Regions from separate parts of the Mus musculus genome. Here all the other regions are linked to region 4. Evidence: chromatin contacts called from public ChIA-PET, Hi-C, HiChIP or PLAC-seq and Micro-C data. All regions are on one chromosome and are shown on one strand. Each heading gives the region's core, a stretch centred on a gene start, on an enhancer-like site or on the middle of the called end of the contact. The rest is flanking DNA. Distances are from core to core; before and after follow the strand shown.

Region 1 (3,289 bases), core at 552-3,051, 410 kb after region 4:
CACCCTCTCCTCTAGCCCACCACCCACCAGAGATAGTAGAAGAGAAAAGTTATTAGGACATGGGGGAAGTAGACCTGTTTAGAAATAGTTCTTTGGGGCCGAGTCCAATCTTCATTGTCAGGATATCAGCAGCTCAGTCCAGTAGCAAACACCAAACACAAACCAGCAGCTGCAGACTATGTCCATTCAGCAGTCACCACAAGGAACCAACAAAGGTAGTTCAATCCATTAGAAATTGCAAAGCTCACCAACCAAGAAGAAGCCACAGAAGCAACAAGAAGCAGTTGGAACTTCCTGAGCAGTTCTTTGGTGAGTTTCTCTCTATGACATCACCACAAGCAGAACTCAGCAATGCAATGTAAGGTGAACCAATACATGTGTATTGTTAGCAAGGAATAGTGAGGGCAGAGCAAAGCAAACCAATGCCCCAGCTTCCACTGTCGGTGGGGTCGTATTTATCTATATTCCTTCATTATGAGTCTTTTCACATGTCTGCTATGGCAAAACATCCTTCCATCTGTGTCTGCTTCAGCAAAACATTCTTTCAGATGTCTGCCTTAGTAAAACATCCCTTCATCTGTGTGCCCCAGCAAAACATCGTTTGACATAACTGACTTTCCAAAGAAAACAGTAGTTTACACTTCAGCGTTGCCTTTGCAGATTGCCTGGCTCATCTCTAATGCTCTATAAACATTGGATAACCCCAAACACCCTGAAGTTTCTCCTTTAAAACTTGGTTATTTCAAAATCAAGTCTTCTGAACTTAAAGACTGTTCTTTGAAGGCATCAACATTCTTAGGATAAGTTACTCCAAGTTCTGCATCCAGTCTGTTTCCCCATGTAATATCAGTTCATCAGTTACCTTCCAACTGACAAGGAGAAGCAAAGAGAATACACTCAGCTCCAGGTTCTTAGTCACAAAAGAACAGGCCTAAATGAACCATCATGTAAACAGAGAAAGAGCTGAGTTCCAGGACAGGTAGAGGAGGGAAAAAAAGGAGATCCACCAAAATTAGTTAACTGATTTTTAAATGGAATTTAATAATAAAATTAATTGATTAATTAGTTAATTTTAAAAGGTTATGGGATAGAACATAGGACTTGTACTTTGAAATTTTAACCTAGTCTCTTTTTTCCTTCCAGCACCGACTTTCCTTTGAGATTCTCTCTGATCAGACCTGAGAGCTGAGCTCTCGACGTAGCCATCGCTTCTCTTGGGAACCACACATTTCCCTGTTACAGAGTGGCTGTTACAACAACTAACCAAGGACTTCCTCTCCTCACTTCAGAAGCTGCAGGAACACAAAATAACCATGGATAATGGGAGAACAGAAGGCAGCCCTGACTGAGACATGCTCTTCCATGAGTGAAAGGAGAAATGGAGGGGTGTGTGGAAGCTGCAGCCCAGCAGAACAAAGGACTGCAGGCCCTGCCCTTGCCCCGGTTTTTGCACACCAATTCTGTTATATCCCCTGCCTTTGCCATGCAAAGGAGACCTATTTCTTTTTTTATTTTTTTAAATATGTTTCTCTTACAATGTACTTTGATCATGTTTTTTCTTCTCACAACTCCTCCCAGATCCTCTCTACCACCCTATCCACTCAACTCTCTCTCTCTCTCTCTCTCTCTCTCTCTCCCCTCATTCAAGAAACAAAAAACGTCATAGAAACAAAAAAGACTAATAAGGGGGTAAAAAAGAAAACAAAACAGAAACTACACAAAAATACCACCGAGTTCATTCATGTTGACAGACTGCTCCTGGGCATGGGGCTTACCCTGGGGTGTGGTTGACCTAAGCCCTGCCCCACCCTCACTCCAAGCCCTCCCCCACTCCACCCACACCTCACCCTGTGACACTCCATTGAAGAATACAGGATTGCTGCATATGAAGAGTTCCTGAACTGTTGCTTTTTGGCTTCTTTGTAGAAAAGCAGGTGTCTGTAGGTATATGACCCAAACATCTGGGTCCTCTGTTCAATTTCATCGATCCGTGTGAGAGGCACTTATTCTTTTTTGAGATTCACTGCCCGGACATAAGTGCCCAGCAGGTGTCCGATTCCTCCCCACTCCTGACTGGCTTCCTTTTCTTTCAGCAGATGTGTATTGAAGAAGGGTGTGGCTTCTGGGCTTAAGTATCTGGATTTGATTCTTGTGTCTGCTGCTTACTAGCTGAGTGGTCCTGGGCTTCACTCTCCTCACTTGTAAAAGGAAAGTAGCAACACCAATCCCTTCGTGGAGCTACCTTGAAAGATTCATTACCATGCCTAGGCTTTCCACAGTAAGCATGCACACACACACACACACACACACACACATACACGAGAGAGAGAGAGAGAGAGAGAGAGAGAGAGAGAGAGAGAGAGAGAGAGAGAAAGAGAGAGAGAAACCTAAAATAGGTTCTGATGCTGACTCCTGGTTGGGTTCTGAATCCCTTGCTGACCTGCATCCGCCAACCCTCTGATCATTCTAGAAACATCTCTTTTCACTTCTGATGCGACAGCTCTCTAATCGTCTCTTCAGCCTCCCTGTTTCTCGCCAACTTTCCCCCAAGAAGAAGCAGAAATCAAATATCTAGCTTTGATCAAAACAGCTAGGAAATTTTTTTCTTTTCTAGACAGACCTGCAATCAAGATACTGCCTAAACCAAATATCTTCATGGTTTGACATTTGAGATGCAGCAGTTTGGGAAGTTGGGTGTGAATCAGGCCTTGACAATGCCATTCTGGTCTCATCTCTGAGATAAGGAAAAAAAGAGATGAAAATAAATGTTTCCACACTTTAGCATAGAAAATCCAGTCTGTGGTTTGGCTGGCACTGCCTACCAGAGCACTGAACTTCTAGGCGCTCACTCCCATGGTGTTACAATTTTCTTTATTTGCCGATCTGATGTTCAAAATAAAAACTGGTTTCCTTAGCAGCATTTGATTTTGATTTTTAACTGAAACTTGTGTGGTTAAGAACATTCCTATACTAGTCGGCATGTGACCTTTAAGCTACTTGTCAGGGAGAAAAACAAATCTCTTAAAGACAGAACTTTTTCTCTCTCAGCTCACTCTCTCCTCTTCAGAAACAACAACTCAAAGCCATACTTCTCACAGCTATGCCCTGGAATCAGCCAATTGTTTCTTCACTTCTCAGTTCCAAGAGAACTCTGGTTTCTGTACCATCACTGTGTGGCCGTCCCCAGCCAAAAAGTTTCAAGACTTGGCTTTGTGTGTGATCTGACCCTGGCTCACCATCAATAGGCGTGGAGAAGCAACAGATGGGTTGGGGGTAGCTGCAGATTCAG
Region 2 (3,185 bases), core at 232-2,731, 290 kb before region 4:
AGCTTGGAGCCCACAGTCCTCAAAGTTCTCCTCAGACGTCCATCTGTGATACGGAGGGCGTACGACGGCGTGTGCGCATGTGCGTAAATCTTGCATCCACTGCTCCCTGTCTGCCCCATAAGAAGGATCATCTTTATGGTGATGAAATCCACCCATAATTCCAGGGCGAAGCTTACATGCTGACAGTGTCTGGTGGCGAGTGTGAAGTAGTGAATTTGGAGTTAGGTTATGCAGGGCTTGGAAGCCACATCCATATTGCAGTTCTTGCCACATCAAGTGGGAACCCCGGAATGGAAGCAGAGCTCGATCCTGCGTGAGCAGGGCTGTGCAATGGCCATGCTGCTCTGCCGCTTACTTCTGCTCTGGATCTTCAGGGCCGATCTCTATGCTGGGAACCCTTAGGAAGCACATGTGCGTACATTTTAAAAAGATCGATAGGAGCAGACAGTTGCAGAGCAGGGTGGGGCTTAGTGGCAGAGCACTTGCCTAGTGCATGCGAGGCTCTGGCTTCTAGCCCTTCTTTGAAAACCATAAAGTAATGGGGGGAGGTGGTCATACACCTTTAGTTCCAGCACTTGAGAGGCAGAGGCAGGCAGGTCGCCGAGTTTGAGGTTGGCTTGGTCTCTGGTCTACAGAGCAAGTTTCAGGATAGCCAGGGCTACACAGAAAAAACTTTTGTCTTGAAACAACCCCTGCCCACACACACTACCACACACACACACACACACACACACACACACACACACGAAAAGAAAAAAGAAAAGAATAAATAAAGTGGACGTGGTAGCATTCACCTGTAACCCACCTTTTTAGGAAGCTGGGCCTGGAAGATGACTTAACACCAGCAGACTGGGCAACACACCAAGAAACATCTCATCGGATAAAAGAATTAGATGTGGAGCCTTCAGCTGACTATGACGTTTTGAGATTGAGCCTCTTTTGTTAATAGCATTGATACTCTTAGGACAGAGAGGGAGAGGCCGTTTGTCACTTTCACTGTATAAAGATAGCAGAGGGCTTTCTCTGAGGGGACTGACACATGGTAGCATGCATTCACACACACACACACACACACACACACACGCACACAGATGCACACATGAACATGGATGCTCACGTGTGAGGTCAAGTCCTATCATCCCAAATAAGTCTGAATTCATTTATCTGAAGGCATGACAAACCTGAGCTACTGTCTTCTGAAACGTTGGGGGAAATTTTTAAAATCACTTTCTTTTCAGCTCTGAGTTGTAAGAAGTAACGGGCCGAATCCTGGTAGACAAGCAGAACAGCAGGAGACAGCAACCGTGTAACTGATTATAGAGACTCTCCTGGCATCGATGAGAAAAGACTCTCCCCTGTGCTGCCAAAGTCAAGGTCAAAGGTTCTACGTTAGGAAATCACAGGTGGTTGATTCTGCAGAAGCCGTCGCTCAATCAGTAGATCACTCGAGCTGCTTGCTGTCCCCTTTGCTTCTCTCTGTGGTTTCCCTCCCTCCCTCCTCCAAAGTCCAGTGTGAGTCTGCATCATGCTGTGTGCAGCACTGTGCTCTCCCTTACTGTCTGAAAGGAAGCCTGGCCTGCATTCTTATTAAAATTGAAAACAGATGAAAATTTGACAAAACATAAAACCATGTATCCTGCCCTCTAGTGTCTGTAAGTATCTATGGTCACTATGCAAATCCTTTCTTTCTTTCTTTCTTTCTTTCTTTCTTTCTTTCTTTCTTTCTTTCTTTCTTTCTTTCTTTCTTCCTTCCTTCCTTCCTTCCTTCCTTCCTTCCTTCCTTTCTTTTTTTTTTTCTTTTCCTTGTTCCTTGGCAGTATGTGAATTCTTAGATCTGAGGTATTAAAATATTTCTCTGGTGCAATTCTCTCACCTGAAAAAAAATTTCATCACTGATTTCCACATTTAGAAAAACTAAGTGGTTGGAATTATTTGTATATTTCTGAGACATGCCACTTTGATTGTCCCTTCTGTGGGACAATTCTTAGGTTCAGAAGGAGGTGCTAGGGTACCTGATGGCAGGGAGTCACTCTGACAAACTCACACAAGTCCATGTCTTTGTGTGAAGGGTAGATGTTCTTATCACACACTTGCTGGGCCGAGGTCAAATACTCATGAAGATGCTTGACGCAATGAAGACCTCATGGGGTCCCTTTAAAGTAAGAAATCAAAACAAAAATTTTTGAGAGGGGAAAACAATACCCTATTATGTAGACCTCAAACTGCTGATCCACCTGCCTGAGCTTCCCAAATACTGGGATTATAGGCATAGACTATCACACCATACCTCTTCATGTCAGCTTCTTCCTTCCTTCCTTCCTTCCTTCCTTCCTTCCTTCCTTCCTTCCTCCCTCCCTCCCTCCCTCCCTCCCTCCTTCCTTCCTTTTTCCCTCCCTCCTCCTCTCTCTTTCTCTCCCCACTTCCCTCTCTGTTTGTTTTTCTCTCTCTTTTTAAAAAGATTTATTTATTTTATGTATGTGAGTACACTGTAGCTGTCCTCAGACACACCAGAAGAGAGCATCAGATCCCATTACAGATGGTTGTGAGCCACCATGTGGTTGCTGGGAATTGAACTCAGGACCTCTGGCAGAGCCATCTCCCTTTTCTCTTTCTAACACATATATTAGAGAACATATTCAGTGCTTGGGTTAGAAGACAATCACTTTCCTGCCTAAGCCACGCCCCTAGCCCCGGTTCACACTCATTGGATAAGCTGACCTTTTTAATTCCAGCCTGTGGTGGTTTGAAAGAAAATCCCCCCCCCCCACCATAGGCCCATAGGGAGTGGCACTATGAGGAGGTGTGGCCTTGTTGGAATAGGTATGGCCTTGCTGGAGGAAGTGTGTTTCACTTGGGGTGGGCTTTGAGGTTTCAGAAGCTCAAGCCAGGCCCAGGGGCTCACTTTCTTTTCCTGCTGCCTGCCCAGCCAGATGTAGAGCTCTCTGCTTCTTCTCCAGCACCATGTCTCTCTGTGCTCTGCCATGCTTCCTGCCAATGGACTGAACCTCTTCCAACAGTGGACTGAAACTCTGAACATGTATGCCAATCTCAATGAAATGTTTTCCTTTTAAGAGTTGCTTTGGTCATGGCGTCTCTTCACAGCAGTAGAAACCCTAAGGCAAAGCTCCTTACAGGACATGTTTTACTGGGAACAGAAACTGCCCTTCTGAATCTCAAGTTCCTGG
Region 3 (3,490 bases), core at 855-3,354, 430 kb after region 4:
CACTCCCTCCTACCCACTGCTCTTTCCACTAACACACAACCTCCCAGCCTAAGCAAGAGTTTCCATCACACACCCAGGGGGGACCACAAGAGCTCTGCTCAATGCTCCCCTATTCTGCCTCCTCCTCAGTGCATTTACCCAGCATGTGGGCAATAGTTTGATTGTCTGTGTTTTTCCAAAATTGACACACACACAAAAAAAAGTCCTCCCAATCTGTCTGCAGTGGGGAAACATGAGATCCTGCTTCACCTCCTAGCTTTATCAGCTGATGAGTAGTTAGTTTCTACCGCTTGATAATTAGAGACAATGAAAAATAAAAAGCCAACAATACAGCAACTTGCAATGCCGTCTCACCTCAAACTTGGCAATACTCATGAATGCATCCTTTTTCGCCTTGCTGTTGCTGAAGAAGGTAGTAATCAGGTGTGATTCAATGACGCTTATGTTGTTGCTGATGGCCTGATTGTCTTTCAAGACTTCAAAGAGTCTGAGGTAGAAAGAGATAATCTGGCTCTGCAGGATTTTCATGTCACCATCCTTGGGAAATAACACAAAGGGAGGATTTTAAGAAATGACCCATTAGAAACAACAGGGAAACTGGGAGAGGAGAAATATTCAACTCACCTTTTGCCAGTTCCTCCAGATATCCAAGAAGAGACTCTTTTCTTCCACATCTATGCCACTTGAGTTCTGAGGAAAAGAGAAAAAAAATTGATTTGTAATTATTTCACCAATTGCCCTGAAAATATCTATCAAGTTTTGTTGAATTCAGTGCTGATAATGGTCACAGGTTTCCTTCTGGGCCCTTCCACTTACTTCTAACAACAAGTATCCCCTAAAAGACTGCATGTAGCCAAACACTGTTACTGTTACATTCTTTTAGCTGCAGGATGTACTGGCCCAGTCTTGAAACTGCAAGGCCACAAATAAACTCAACAAAGCTGACGAGGTTTCAAGTACCCTCAAGTAACCATAGTGAGCTAAAAAGAAACTTACTCTCAAATTAAGAAAGGGAGAGAGAAAATCATTAGAATCATCCCACTGTGCACACTGCCCCCTTATGGTCCAGGCCTCTGAAACATCAGTCTGTGCTGTAATAGGGCTTCATTGCTACTTTAAAAAATAGCTCCAAACACATACGGGAGGCAGCTTGATTTACACTGTGAGGAGAGGATTGACCGTAGATGCTTGAACATTATGCTAATAGCTATATGTATACTAGTATATACATTTGGGACAAATTATAAAATTCTAAGGATATAAAATTTGCTTCTGTTAACCATTAATTTAAAAAAAAAATCACAAAAGAGAAAATCCTGAAAACTCTGAGAAATATAGAGTCTCATTAAACCTCACCAAGCGGCTGGCTTTGATTCGATTGTAGTAGAATTTCAAAATTACTCCTCAGGGTAAAACAACTTCGGGGGAGGGGGGCATTTCTTAAACAGAAACATTAAGAACTTTGCCTCCCATTACTTTAAGTGATAAGCTGTTTCCCTGCGTAGTTTTGGTGGTAATATCCATCTCTCACTATCACTTTCAAGACGTCTGAAGGAATAAGAACCATTGAGGTAAGGATATTTTTTATCACAACTAAATGATAAGAAATCACAAAATCATCAGCATCTTTGTACCTTGGACCTATACTATGCCTATCTTTGGGAAGATTGGTAATTGCCCTCTAACTCCGTAGTAAGTTGGACAGAGGGTTAAATCGATATTGAGATCATTAAGTCAATAAACACCTCTCCAGCAAATAGCAACGTAGCACCCCATCTTCTCAAAATGACTGGGGACCAGAGACGGCAGCCTGGCGCTCACCGTAGCAAGTCAACATCAACCACGGTCAACCAACCACAAGCATTATTAAGAATTCATACTTACAAAATAGTTATTCAGACTTTCTAGGCTTTCAATGACTGTGCCGTGGCAGTAACAGCCAGAAACAGCCATGAGGAAGAGCTGCAAAGCCAAGATGCAGTGTGTAGCGTTCATTGTCTCAGAGCTAGGCCGCAGGAGGAGAAGCCCAGAACTTCTGTCTCAAGTCAGAGGGTCCAAAGGATCAGCTGATGTGTCTTCTCTAGGTCAGCCGATGGCAGCTATAGCCTGCACCTCTCTGGCTTCCAGTTTTATACCTGATCGAAGGCTCCTCGGGATTACGTATTTTCACAAGTTTTTTTTTGGTTTTTTTTTTTTTTTAAGATGGTGACAGATAGGTGGGGGGAGCTAAGTTACTTTGCATTACAGCTATGGTTTTGTGGCATGTTAGAGTTTCCTTTCGACTCCTTGGGCTCTCTGACGATGAGACAGCCCCGCTGTGCCCACCTGTGCCATTCTTGTGGGATTCTCTGAAAGCACTTTTACTTCACACCATTTGGGGTGGGGGCTGGAAATTGCTTTTACGTCTCCCCCTTTTTGCCCTTGTAATGTGAATTTCTCATCCACAGAGCACAGCACAGGGAGCCTTTGTTTGTGGTTGGGGACGGCTGAATAAAAGGAAACTCTTGGGCTTCTCAAACCATGAGGAAACTCTTGGGCTTCTCAAACCATGCAATGGGGGAAGCCTTTTCAAACTTTTCTTGCAAATGACCAGAAAAGCAAGGAAAGGGTATGGTTAAAAAGCCAATGTGGTGAGGAAGCCCTTCAATGGAGGTGATTAGTAAAATACCTACTACAAATCACTCAGGGTCAACGTGCCCAGAAAGAAGAAAAGGCAGACCACATAGGTAAAATAAAATCATCTAGTTCCTCCATTAATAAAAGGGAAAAAATGCAAAATGAAATAAAAGTAAAAATGCAAGAATACTTCATTAGATATTGTATTTCACTCAACACACCCAAGGTATCAATGTGTATCAAGATTTATGATGAATAAGAGTTTCAATTCCTCTGCCACTAAATATTTAAAGCCTAGTGGCTATCCTATATACACAGCAGAAATCACTTCAGGATTAGCCATGTTTCTAACTCTCATACCCACATGTGGCTAAGGCTATCCCAATGACTAGTCCAGCACTAGACACACACTTGTCCCAAATAAGGATTAATAACTGAAAATTGTTTCCCCCATCAAGTTCAAACACTAAAAGTTTCCTTCTCTGTCTTTGGTAACTTATCTATGAAATTCGATCCTTGAGGATGGGGCAGGAGGCCCTCTGCTCTTCAGTGCCAGCCCACGTGTATTCATCCCTGCCTTTCCTGTATTCATTAACATTACACAGTGGCTATGGGTGCAGACTTGAACCATTCATATTCTAGCCTCGGGGTCTTGAGTCAGCATCTTTATGATCTGTGACTCAGTTTCCACATTTATACAGTGAGCTTAACACTAGCATTTTCTTCCGGACTTCAGCCAAAGGCTCAACCAAATGCTCCATGGAAAGTTGAGAGAATTCTTCCCGGCATTCCTAGTGGCTCAATTAAAACTTGATGGTTATTTGGCAATGTCAGATGTTTAACAACGCTATGCAGCTTGTTCGTGCAGTTCCTT
Region 4 (3,410 bases), core at 535-3,034:
ACCCCCAAACGGAAGGAAATTAGTCTGTCTCTGTCTCTCTGTGTGTCTCTGCCTGTCTGCTTGCCTCTCTCCTCTCTGTCTGTCTCTGTCTCTCATTCTCTTCGAGGGTGGAGTGTGCCCTCCTCTTATTACTCTGTAGGCGCCCTAGAGGGTCACACTGTAATGTGGGCCGGTCCCTTTGGCATTTGGATAAAGCTGAGGTGATCTTTGTAGGAGGTTGCTATGACAATTTGCAAACAGCAGAGCCCACAGAACAGCAGGAGGTAGCTCCCTCTGGACTGAAGTCTGCTCTAGCTGGGGCCAGCACTCTCGGGGACCTGGGGACAGACACAATGAACAGGACAGTAAAAAATGGACCCGGGACTCCAGGAGCACTTCAGAAATTAGGCACCTCCCAGGAAGGAAGTGCATGCCTGGATGCGGTCCAACTTTCTTCCCTATCTGCTGGGATTTTTTGAAGCTTTCCCTCCACACCTGGCTGTCCAAGTGGACAAAGGTGCACAAGTGTGCCACGCGCGACAAAGCATAAGGTGTGCGACGACAGAGAAGAAAATTTTTGTTCTTTCTGGGAAACAGAGGCTATAGACCACAAATGAAAAGGGCGGGGAAATTCTCCACGTGTCTGGGAAGGGAAAGGGAAAAGGAATCTTTTCCTCCGAGGATGTGAGGAATCAGAGGTGTCGCACCAGTGCAGCAGAGAGCTGAAAGGAAGGTGTGTCTGTCTCAGTGGCCGCGCCGCGCCGGGGAAAGGCTTGGAGTTGTAAGGAAATGGGAGGTGTCTCTGATGTTTATTTTTGCCTAGCAACCCACAGCCAACTGCTACCTCAGCTGCGGTCCACAGGCGCCTGTCTGCCTCCCCTTGTCCTAGCGACTGGAGGGCAGCGGTCACTCGGTGTCAGTGAATCAGGGAGGGCGTGCGTGGCTGAAATGAAGGTGGAAGGGCAGCCCCTTCCTTCGTCCATGCTTGGGTCACCAGGCTCAGCCGCAGTCCCTCCTCGGAGCCTGACTTTCCGAGGTGACCCTCATACAACTAAGTTCTCTCCATGATAAACTGGGGAGAGGGGCTGGCTGGGCCACTGGGACAGGGACAGGGACTAGGGTCGGGGCCAGGGGTGGGGGGCCGCAGTATTGTCTGGGAGCAGCCATTAGGAGCGGTGTTTAGGGGCGTGATGGAAGAGGGAGTGGTCTCTGCAGCAATTTCGGGAGGAGGCCGGCCGCGGTAGGTTGCGCGGTAGTGCCGGGAGGGGCGTCGCAGGGGCGAGGGGGACCCGGGTAGAGGGCAGATGGCCGTAGGGGAGGCACAGGGCGAGCCGGAGTCGCAGTTTTCCTGGGAGCGGAGGGCGGCTCTGCGGAAGATCGGAGGGGGTGGGACTCCCGGGGTGGCGGGTGGGGGTGGGGTGGCCGCCAGCCTGTGTGGCTGGGGCCGGGGGTGGGGGGTGGGGGGAGTCCGGGGCGGGGCCTCGGCGGGGGCGGGGCTGGCCTTCTCGGGCGCGAGCCGCGGGGGCGAGCGTGTGTGCGAGTGTGCGCGGACGCGCGCGGGCCCGGGAGGAGGCTCCCGAGCGAGTGGGTCCCGGCGGCCGCAACCCGCTCCCCGCGGCCCCGATGTGAGGGAGTCGGGGAGGCCAGCGGTGCGGCAGGGGAGGGCGAGGCATGTGCACGGGCCGGGGGGTACAGCAGCCGCCCGAGGACGAGGGGGACGGCGGCGGCGAGGAGGAGAGCGGGGGGCTCGCGGCGGCGGGTCCGGGCCGAGGGGATGCAGCGGACTGCGTGTGTCTGGCTGTAGCGGGAGCGAGGCGGCGACGAGGCGCGGGTGACCCGCGTGAGGGGCGACCAGGAGGCGGCGGCGGCGGCGGCGAGGAGTAGCGGCGGGACCGGCGGCGAGGGCAGCACTGCCATGCACGTTCCTCTCCCGCGGCCATGTTAACCAGGAAACCTTCGGCCGCCGCTCCCGCCGCCTACCCGACCGGTAAGGGCCCCGGGACCCTGTCGGCGGCGTGGGGCGCGGGCTGCGCGCGTTGGTGCCCCGGGATCCCCGAACCCGGCGGGTCGAGCGAGGGCCATCCGGAGCGCGACCCCGCCGCTGCGCCTTCTCGGTGGCCCGCCCTCCCCTCCCCCGGCCCGGCGACGTGGGCTCCGGAGCTCCGGCCCAGCACTGCTCCCCGCCGGGTCGCGAACTTAACTTTGCAGCTGGCGGGTGCGCGCTGGGGAGTCGCGTCCCGACCCCCCTTGTTTCCCGCACGCCGCCGGCTTTTCCCGGGCCGGGTGTCTCCTTCCATCTTCTCCCTAGAAGAGGGGGTTCGCTGCCCACCGGGGCGGGGGCGGGGGGTCTGGGTGGCTCTCTTCCCCCACCCTGACCCTCTTTTGTCTCCTCCCGCGCGTGGCTCCCAGGCCGAGGAGGGGACACCGCCGTTCGCCAGCTTCAGGCTTCCCCGGGGATCGGCGCGGGGGCTCCCCGAAGCGGAGTGGGGACCGGCCCGCCCTCCCCCATCGCCCTGCCGCCTCTCCGGGCCAGCAACGCTACCACTACAGCCCACACGGTGAGACCTGGCTTCGGGTGGGCGCCAGGCAGACCCCTGGCTTGTTGGGTTCCGACTGTGGGAAGAGAGGGCCGAATCTCCACGCCCCTAGCAGGGGCCTGTCCTCGACGCCGCCCTCTGCAACTTGGGCGAGCCCCGAGCTGCTGCCACAAAGGAGATTCGTGGCGTGGGCCCCTTGCTTCCCTCTGGTGCTCGCCCACCCCAGGCTCCTTTTCCTGGGAACTTCCTCCTTGCGCCCCCTCCCCCTTTTTTCATCTCTGCTTCTCAGAGCTCCCTTCCCCCCCGACCCGGTAAACATCTACTCCCAACCCCAGGGGTAGTGGATATTTATAGAAACGTATGTGTTAGGGGACAGCTAGCCTACCCTGCCCGGAAAATCGATCCCCCAAAGAGCCTCCGAGGCCTGGCTCCAGCCAGCAGGGAGCACCCGCCAATTGTCCCCCGCGTGTGTAAGCATGTTTTATGAGAGCTACAGGTTTGAGCACAGCAGAAATTGTAATTAACATTAACAAAAATAAGAGCTACAGCAGTAGTCAAAACAAAACAACCCCCCCCCCCCCGCAGGATTCTCAACGTGGATATTGCTCAAAAGGAAAGACTGGGCTTTGCTTTGTAGGTGGCAAAGGAAGGGCACCTGACAAGGGCTGTCCCTTGAGTCCCTGGGGAGGAGAGCGGAGCCTGGGACTGGTAGCTGTAGAGACTGGCAAGCTGGATGTGACTTCAGAATGTACCTTTCCTCGGCTCCCAGCGATGGCCTTTGGATGGTGACCTGGAGCCTAGAGGAGGTGTGCGCTTGCAGAAGGTGGTGGTTTCAAAGGTCTCTTTCCCAAAGGCTCTCTGGGAGCGTGAGCAACCTAGGATGGTTTCTATGTG
Region 5 (3,258 bases), core at 698-3,197, 330 kb after region 4:
CAAAGGACAATGCAGACATAGAAGACGACCCTGGGATGTATACTGAGACGATTCTCTAGCTAGTTCAAGCTCCAAATGCCACCCTTATGCTTATTTTATGCAGTAAACTTCAGACGTGTTGGAGCCTTGATTTTGCTCATCTATAACCTGCATCGTTTCCATTTAATGGGCAAACTCGTATGGAGAAGAGTGATCCTAGCAGGCAAGGATGGAGAGAAGAGCTGGACCACATCACACCGAGACTCGGGCTCATTGGTAGTGGTTCCTTCCCTGATAGTACTAAAGAATCAAATGAGAGGCTCCAAAGGGATCTTCGCTGGCCTGGCTTGTGGTTAAGAGAGGCAGCCCACCTTATGAGAGCCGAGAACCACTGCTGCTTAGCCTGCTAAGCCTACAAAGCTAGAATGTCTCATAGAGAATGATAGAGTTTGAGTGGAGGACACAACAGCTTCCTAAACCCTCTGCCCCTGGTAGCAGTGTGAGAGGCCAATCCGTATGCCCTGACATCAAACTCTTCTGTCTACTTTATTTCTGGTCTCTAGACTGAAAGCTCGGGTTGTTTTGGTTTTGTTTCTTGCTAAGTTTTTTACTCTACATGTCAAGTGTCAGTTTAACTGAGGACCTAAAAATAGCGATGTGTTTCATAAAGACAGTTTTATATGAGTGCAAATGTGTTTTGACTACATTTACCCTCCCCTACACTCAAACACACACATACACACACACACACGCACACACACACACACACACACACACACACCATCGACTGTCTCTATTCATTCTCTCCAACACTCTTGTTTCCATCTTCGTGATAAGGACCTGATAAATTGGCTAGTAAGGGAAGCCGCTTTCATTCTCCTGCCACGACTGGATGGATGGGTTTGTCAATAACGCATCCTTATGCTTTGACCCACACACAATGGGCCTTCCCAATCCCACCAGCATTCTTGAGTTACTCTAAGTTCGGTACCGTGAGAGTCGTGTATGAAGGGAAGGGTGTGAGTAGATTAGACACAACAGAGAAGTGGCAATTGAAGATGAGAAAGGACCAGGGAGATACTTGTTGCACATAATTTTAAAGACATGCTTGCTCCAGCTAGGCTCTGGGACTAGCCGCTGCTCACCGGCCATCTAGTCAGCCACCATGGCTAGCTAGTGCTTTCCCAAGATCCCCTGCTATGCTCTGAGTACCACTGCTGCCTGTACTCCCAAGAGCTCTGCCCATTCCTCCTTGCCAGGTGCTGCAATGGCCATCTCACCTAGCTCCCTTTAGCCCTGTGAAAGGAAACCACTAGAGGCTTTTATATTTTGGAACTGACTAGACAACTCAAAGGCTGGGTGAAAATATCCTGCCTTATCCTCCTTGACCTCCCCTCATGGCAGAGGCCACAAACTATCAGTCCCCAAGAGTTGCATGTCTGCTCTCTGCTCCACAGTCTGATCCAAACTCCCTGCATCCCTATCTCTTCCTGTCCAGCCTGGAAGTCCTGCCTTATGCTTCACCCAGCCACTGGTTTCTGCCGTCTTTATTGACCTAATCAACAATGAGGCAACCTTCCCTTCCCTTCTCTTACAGCTACTGCCTACAGTTCTCCTTTTACCAGAGGGAGAAGAATAAAGGGGAGTTTGTATAGTTTCGTTTCTCCTAAGGAGATTTCATGGGGAATCATGTCAAAATTGCTGGTCCCACCTGCGTTAATGGAATGGAGACCCTGCACAGGTCCAGCTGCTCTGGTTCTGTGAACTCGGATTCAGCTAATGTAACTGATGTACATTTAGATACCACTGAGCATACCTGCTGCCATCTTGTCGTATGCATAAAATAGCCCAAGCATGGGGGCCTTTCCAGTAAAGAAAGACAATCAGGATGCGCAGAGGGTGGGGAGGGCTCTGTCATCAAACACAGAAGGAAAAGCAGCCTGCGTTGCCTATAAACAACAAGAGCTTTGCTCTTTCTGTGGTATCTGGGGTTTTGGTTTCTTCAGAGCTCTCTTGGGGGAAAGGAAGGAACTATGAACGGCCAAGCAGACAAACTAGATGAAAACAAGATGCAAAGAAACTATGGAAGGAGAAAACTTGAATGGCGCGGCCTCCTCAATGCAGGTGTGAGCGCTCCCACCACCGTGGTGCCTGGGATTGACTCAGAGCCTGTGGATGGCTGAACAGGAGACTGTGGTCCTAGTCTATAAGACTCAGTAGTGGCAACACTTCTGCCCAGGAAAGATTTTGGGTAGTGTAACCATGACAGGGGCTACCTCCTTTTCTACCAGCATCTGCTTCTCGAAGCTAAAAGGCCCCCTCCCGATGTGTATTTTGTTGTTTTTTTTATTAGTTCTTTGACAGTTTCAGTGTCATAGTCGATCATATTCAACCCCCTTATCCAACTCCTTTAGGGCTGAGCATTTTATAGTCCCCATTATCTGTGCTTTGGGCATTTGTGGGTCACTGTGTTACTCACGACGTATACAAGGAGAAGCTCTTCAGATGAGGGCTGATCAAGACTTATTGATCTATGGGTTTAATAAGAAGTCATTAATACTCAGTTTAATACTATGTCCACTTGGCAATATAGTAGTAGTAGTATTAGTAGTAGGAGTAGTAGTAGTAGTAGTAGGTTTATTACTAGGGCCTATGAGCTGTCTTGACATAGGTTCTTAACCTAATAATGGTATGAGGTAATAGCTTTATGAATCCAAACAGACCCTTGTCTCCAAATTACCCAAAGGTAATAAAATAAATTCCAGTATTTTTTATTATACATACTTATACAGTTCTCATAGAAACTTAGTACTTAAGAAAATTATGATTTAGAGAAAACAAGACTTTTAATATATCAGTATTAATTTCTTCAACATATCAGTATCAAATTTGAGTGTCATTGGGTTTTATTTATTGTGTTCAAATGTTTCATTTTTAAAAATGCTATGTAAATTTCAATTTTTAAAAGCAATTAAATGAATTTTGACTCTGATTAAGAGAGAATTTCCAACCGTTTCTGAAGGGACCCCAGATATGCCTCTGCTATTTTGTACTTAGCATTTATACAAAGCAGTGTTCTCTGTACTAACTGCTATAAAATCTAAATATGATTCCACTCTGAAAAACATTGAATATCCTCTGTGCCCTGCAGGATCAAGTATTCAGCCAAGATTTCTTATTATAAAATATACAACTAATCTATTCATTAGTGTGCAAATTTTTCTTTCATTTTTAATGAACATAAAAATTATTTGTACACTCAGGAATTGTTTTAAAATA
Region 6 (3,562 bases), core at 415-2,914, 300 kb after region 4:
CACTGGTCTACCGTGGAGAAGGCAATGCACTTTCTAACTCTATGGGGCAGAGGCCAGAGCTAGAAGGAAGTCTTTGTTCCCATTGCTCAGTAGAAGCCAGAGCCAACAGTGACAGAGGTTCCTTTACGCTGCCCCAGGATCAGCAACAACAGTCAGCACTAATCACCTGGAGCGATGGATAGCCTTAAATCTCAGCCACATCCAGTCTTCTGATATTGCATTACTAAGTTGCTATCTAACAAGGTCACACTTAAGCATGCAATTCAGTTACAGAGTTAAAACACATACACACCTACAAACACACACAATATCCCATGTTTAAGTACGTTTACAAACTTGTGTTGGACGCCACTCATAGACACCCTGAAGTGCATTTGACCTACAGGTTATGTTCTTGTAAATTCCTATGACATGGGCATGCATTCATAGCAGCCTCTGGCTCATAATTTCTTGTTCTGAAGCTCTTGAGTAGACATTCATAGCTTTGGGTACATCCTCAGGGAGAAAGTCCCAATCTAGATTTCTGGGATGCATCACCAAGAGTCCAGGACCCACTCTTCCTTCCCACAGACAGACACAGTAGGGAACAGAGGATAAGTTTTCATTTAGGTTGTTCTCTGGGCTTCCAGAATCTGTCTTTGCATTCAAAGCAGCTAAACTAGAATGAAATAAGTAGCGGAACTTTCTGTCTCTCTGTCTCTGTCTTTCTGTCTCTCTGTCTCTGTCTCTGTCTCTGTCTCTGTCTCTGTCTCTGTCTCTGTGCCTCTGTGTCTCGCTGTCTGTCTGTCTGTCTGTCTCTCTCTCTCTCTCTCTCTCCCTCTCCCTCTCCCTCTCTCCCTCTGTGAGTGTATTTCTCTCTGTATTTCTCTTTCTTCCTCCCTCCCCCCATTCCCTCCCTCTGTCCCTCCCCCACACTCTCCCTCATTTCCATATACAGTACTATGATGGTCAAGAAGACTAAGAGCTAAACCATCTGCAGCAGTGGAGATAGCCTGACAGAAAACCATGGGACACATTATTTCTCTAGATTATCTGTGACTGTTCAAGAAGTATTAAAAAGATTTATAAGCTACAAAAATGGAATTATCAGAATTAACCATATCTGCTTCATAAAGTTTTATGGGACAGAATACATTCTAGTTTGAATTAAGTGGTGTTGCTGAATTTCCAATGATATTGAATTCCCTCAATTGCTCTGTGTGGCTCTCTGGATAGCAAGACTAACATATTGGTTGACTATATGAGTGGCCAGTGTTCTATTTCTGTCTCTTGATGGTGTCAGTTCCGCATTGACTAAGGATGAGTTGTTCTTGTGGAAACAAATATCATGTGCTGTTTAATAATAAGTAACTTAGCAGGAACGTTGATTTATTAAGTTCTTTCAACCAGTGAAGGTCCTCAAAAAAGAAAGTAAGGTTTTGTTTTGTTTTGTTCTGTTTTGTTTTGTTCTGTTTTGTTTTATCCTTGCACATGTCAAGTTGAATACGCTCTGACCTAACAACTAACTTGCATGTGGTATTTTAAGATCCACAGTTACATCTGTGGAAGGCAGCATTCAATGCTAAAAGCCCAGCTCTTTCCCAAGGGCTCCTTACAGACCTCCTTGTGAGGAACTATTTGTGGTACCTCAGTTGAGCTCAGATTTTGTTCTTCTGAATGCCACCGGCCTTTGATTTCATTTAGCAAGTTTCCTCTAAATAGCTTTATTGTTTCAGATTCCATCTTCCTTTTACACCTGCACAAAGGATGCTGTCAGCTGAGCATGGCCCCTTTACAAGCAAGGACTAATTAGTATGGTTTATGGCTTTTAGACTATAGCAAAAAAAAAAAAAAAAAAAGGATTTTCTCAGATTGAATCAGAAATAAATTTGCTAAAGTTGTCTAAGACTCATGAAAAGACACAGGGACACAAACTCAATGATGGCATCTTAAGCAGGGCCTGGGAGTGTGCTCTGTCATCCCAGCTACTGTGAAGGCTGAGGAAGGAGGATTACAAGTTTAAGGCCAGCTTCGGCTACACAGTGAGTTCAAAACCAGCCTGGGCAATTTAGTAAAAAACTATTTCAGAAGGAAAAGACACAGAAGGAAGAACCTAGGATACAGCGAATTAGTAGACATTGTTACTCTATTCAAGAATCTAGATTCAATGTTTAGTAGCACACACACACACACACACACACACACATAGACACACACACACATACACACACACACACACACACATAAACACACACACACACATACACATACACACACACACACACACACACAGACACACACACACACATACACACACACACACACACACACACACACACACATACACATAGACACACACACTTGCACACACACAATTAAACAAGGAAAGATAAAAGAGAGAAAGTCGTACCAAAGCTACTATCGAAGCAAAGGAGAGTGGTTTTTCTTCCATATCACCATTGCCCTTGAATCTCATAAAGGGCCACTGCTTGGAAGTAGGTCATGTGGGGACAGGAAGCTGATATATTTACCACAATATTGATAAACAGCATAAATGATAGTGCTCTGTATGAGATATTTCTTCATTGCTGCTTACACACACCATTTCCACTGCCTCTCAGCTAAAAGAATCCAGATTTGTTCCCGAGAAGGAATTGAGCCAAACGTAAATCATCACTTATCTGAACCAGGCATACTAGTTCCTGTCCACTTGGGTGTGATTGGTCAGATGAGGGGAAGGTGGCCTTGTGGGTGAACCTGGATAGGGTTTGTCTTTGTAACCAAAAGCCAAAGATGTTAAGAACAGAAGGAAGGAAGGAAGGAAGGAAGGAAGGAAGGAAGGAAGGAAGGAAGGAAGGAAGGAAGGAAGGAAGGAAGGTGGGTGGGCGGGCGGACAGGCAGGCAATATGCAGACAGACAGGCAGACAGACAGCTTCAACTCCCTTTCATTCTTCATGGACATTAACTGACAACAGAATACCTCACAGAAGTGGATTATCCAAAGATTTATTGGGAAGCTCTATTGCCACTTAATCATCAATACTGATGTCTGTATTCAGGCAAAAGTGAACTGTGAGGTAGGGATTGTGGTGCAAATAGTTCACTTCAGAAAAAAACATTAAGAATGGATTATGGGTATTCACTGTGTCTCTGTTTAGTATGGAGCAGAGAGTGAAGAAAAGGCCATCCAGAGATTGCCCCACATGGGGATCCATCCCATATACAGTCACCAAACCCAGACACTATTGTGAATGCCAACAAGTGCTTGCTGACAGGAGCCTGATATAGCTGTCTCCTGAAAAGCCCTGCTAGTGCCTAACAAATACAGAGGTCGATGTTCTCAGCCTTAGATTGAGACACATGGGACTGAGCACAGGGTATCCAATGGAGGAGCTAGAGAAAGGACCCAAGGAGCTGAAGGGGTTTGCAACCCCATAGGAAGAACAATAATATGAACCAACCAGTACTCCCAGAGCTCCCAGGGTCTAAACCTCCAACCAAAGAGTACACATGGAGGGACCCATGGCTCCAGCTGCATGTGTAGCAGAGGTTGGCCTAGTCGGTCATCAATGGGAGGAGAGGA

Evidence for each region. A called contact is a pair of places that touch in the nucleus more often than the background predicts. ChIA-PET counts read pairs in DNA pulled down with a chosen protein or histone mark. HiChIP or PLAC-seq counts read pairs in DNA pulled down with a chosen protein or histone mark.
Region 1: a contact with region 4 is called in a Micro-C map of embryonic stem cells, with 4 times the contacts expected there. The contact joins the enhancer-like site here to the promoter of Dyrk2 in region 4. A contact is called at or near these places in 2 of 484 Hi-C or Micro-C datasets (embryonic stem cells and spermatogonial stem cells) and 1 of 115 datasets of contacts at active chromatin or transcription factors (bone marrow-derived macrophages).
Region 2: a contact with region 4 is called in a Hi-C map of liver, with 3 times the contacts expected there. The contact joins the enhancer-like site here to the promoter of Dyrk2 in region 4. A contact is called at or near these places in 5 of 39 promoter capture datasets (embryonic stem cells, hippocampal neurons, liver and 1 more), 1 of 15 datasets of contacts at CTCF or cohesin (the NIH/3T3 cell line), 7 of 484 Hi-C or Micro-C datasets (the G1E-ER4 cell line, cerebral cortex, embryonic stem cells and 3 more), 7 of 115 datasets of contacts at active chromatin or transcription factors (bone marrow-derived macrophages, embryonic stem cells, epiblast stem cells and 3 more) and 1 of 9 other capture datasets (liver).
Region 3: an RNA polymerase II ChIA-PET map of memory CD8 T cells shows a contact between it and region 4, with 136 read pairs. The contact joins the promoter of Ifng here to the promoter of Dyrk2 in region 4. A contact is called at or near these places in 1 of 39 promoter capture datasets (embryonic stem cells), 1 of 15 datasets of contacts at CTCF or cohesin (pro-B cells), 1 of 484 Hi-C or Micro-C datasets (myocytes) and 2 of 115 datasets of contacts at active chromatin or transcription factors (large pre-B cells and memory CD8 T cells).
Region 5: a contact with region 4 is called in an RNA polymerase II ChIA-PET map of memory CD8 T cells, with 117 read pairs. The contact joins the enhancer-like site here to the promoter of Dyrk2 in region 4. A contact is called at or near these places in 1 of 15 datasets of contacts at CTCF or cohesin (large pre-B cells), 1 of 484 Hi-C or Micro-C datasets (nephron progenitors) and 9 of 115 datasets of contacts at active chromatin or transcription factors (DN3 thymocytes, the NIH/3T3 cell line, bone marrow-derived macrophages and 6 more).
Region 6: an H3K4me3 HiChIP or PLAC-seq map of bone marrow-derived macrophages shows a contact between it and region 4, with 4 times the contacts expected there. The contact joins the enhancer-like site here to the promoter of Dyrk2 in region 4. A contact is called at or near these places in 12 of 39 promoter capture datasets (the C10 cell line, the HPC-7 cell line, cranial neural crest and 7 more), 12 of 484 Hi-C or Micro-C datasets (the AML12 cell line, Th1 cells, bone marrow-derived macrophages and 7 more), 21 of 115 datasets of contacts at active chromatin or transcription factors (the 230-238 cell line, the NIH/3T3 cell line, T-cell acute lymphoblastic leukemia and 17 more) and 3 of 9 other capture datasets (adipose tissue, embryonic stem cells and pancreatic islet).

What each region holds. Positions count from the first base shown.
Region 1 is chr10:118,459,988-118,463,276 of GRCm38.p6, reverse strand. No RefSeq gene overlaps it. Among named protein-coding and RNA genes, the nearest start is that of Ifng, 21 kb to the right of the region's middle. Within about 2 kb of position 1,801, at least 20 of the 459 cell types and tissues checked have an H3K27ac peak or open chromatin away from gene starts, as enhancers often do. A contact at or near this core is called in embryonic stem cells, where this site is marked.
Region 2 is chr10:119,160,402-119,163,586 of GRCm38.p6, reverse strand. No RefSeq gene overlaps it. Among named protein-coding and RNA genes, the nearest start is that of Gm34045, 21 kb to the right of the region's middle. Within about 2 kb of position 1,481, at least 32 of the 459 cell types and tissues checked have an H3K27ac peak or open chromatin away from gene starts, as enhancers often do. A contact at or near this core is called in liver and rod photoreceptor, where this site is marked.
Region 3 is chr10:118,439,660-118,443,149 of GRCm38.p6, reverse strand. Ifng (interferon gamma) reads right to left here and starts at 2,104. Exons shown (of 4, transcript NM_008337.4): 1 at 1,885-2,104; 2 at 625-690; 3 at 355-537. The coding sequence starts at 1,995.
Region 4 is chr10:118,867,277-118,870,686 of GRCm38.p6, reverse strand. It overlaps Dyrk2 (dual-specificity tyrosine-(Y)-phosphorylation regulated kinase 2), which reads left to right and starts at 1,784. Exons shown (of 3, transcript NM_001014390.2): 1 at 1,784-1,966; 2 at 2,389-2,537. The coding sequence starts at 1,918.
Region 5 is chr10:118,532,985-118,536,242 of GRCm38.p6, reverse strand. All of the region lies in intron 1 of Ifngas1 (Ifng antisense RNA 1), which reads left to right. Among named protein-coding and RNA genes, the nearest start is that of Ifngas1, 22 kb to the left of the region's middle. Within about 2 kb of position 1,947, at least 4 of the 459 cell types and tissues checked have an H3K27ac peak or open chromatin away from gene starts, as enhancers often do. A contact at or near this core is called in memory CD8 T cells, where this site is marked.
Region 6 is chr10:118,571,178-118,574,739 of GRCm38.p6, reverse strand. No RefSeq gene overlaps it. Among named protein-coding and RNA genes, the nearest start is that of Ifngas1, 16 kb to the right of the region's middle. Within about 2 kb of position 1,664, at least 10 of the 459 cell types and tissues checked have an H3K27ac peak or open chromatin away from gene starts, as enhancers often do. A contact at or near this core is called in the AML12 cell line and bone marrow-derived macrophages, where this site is marked.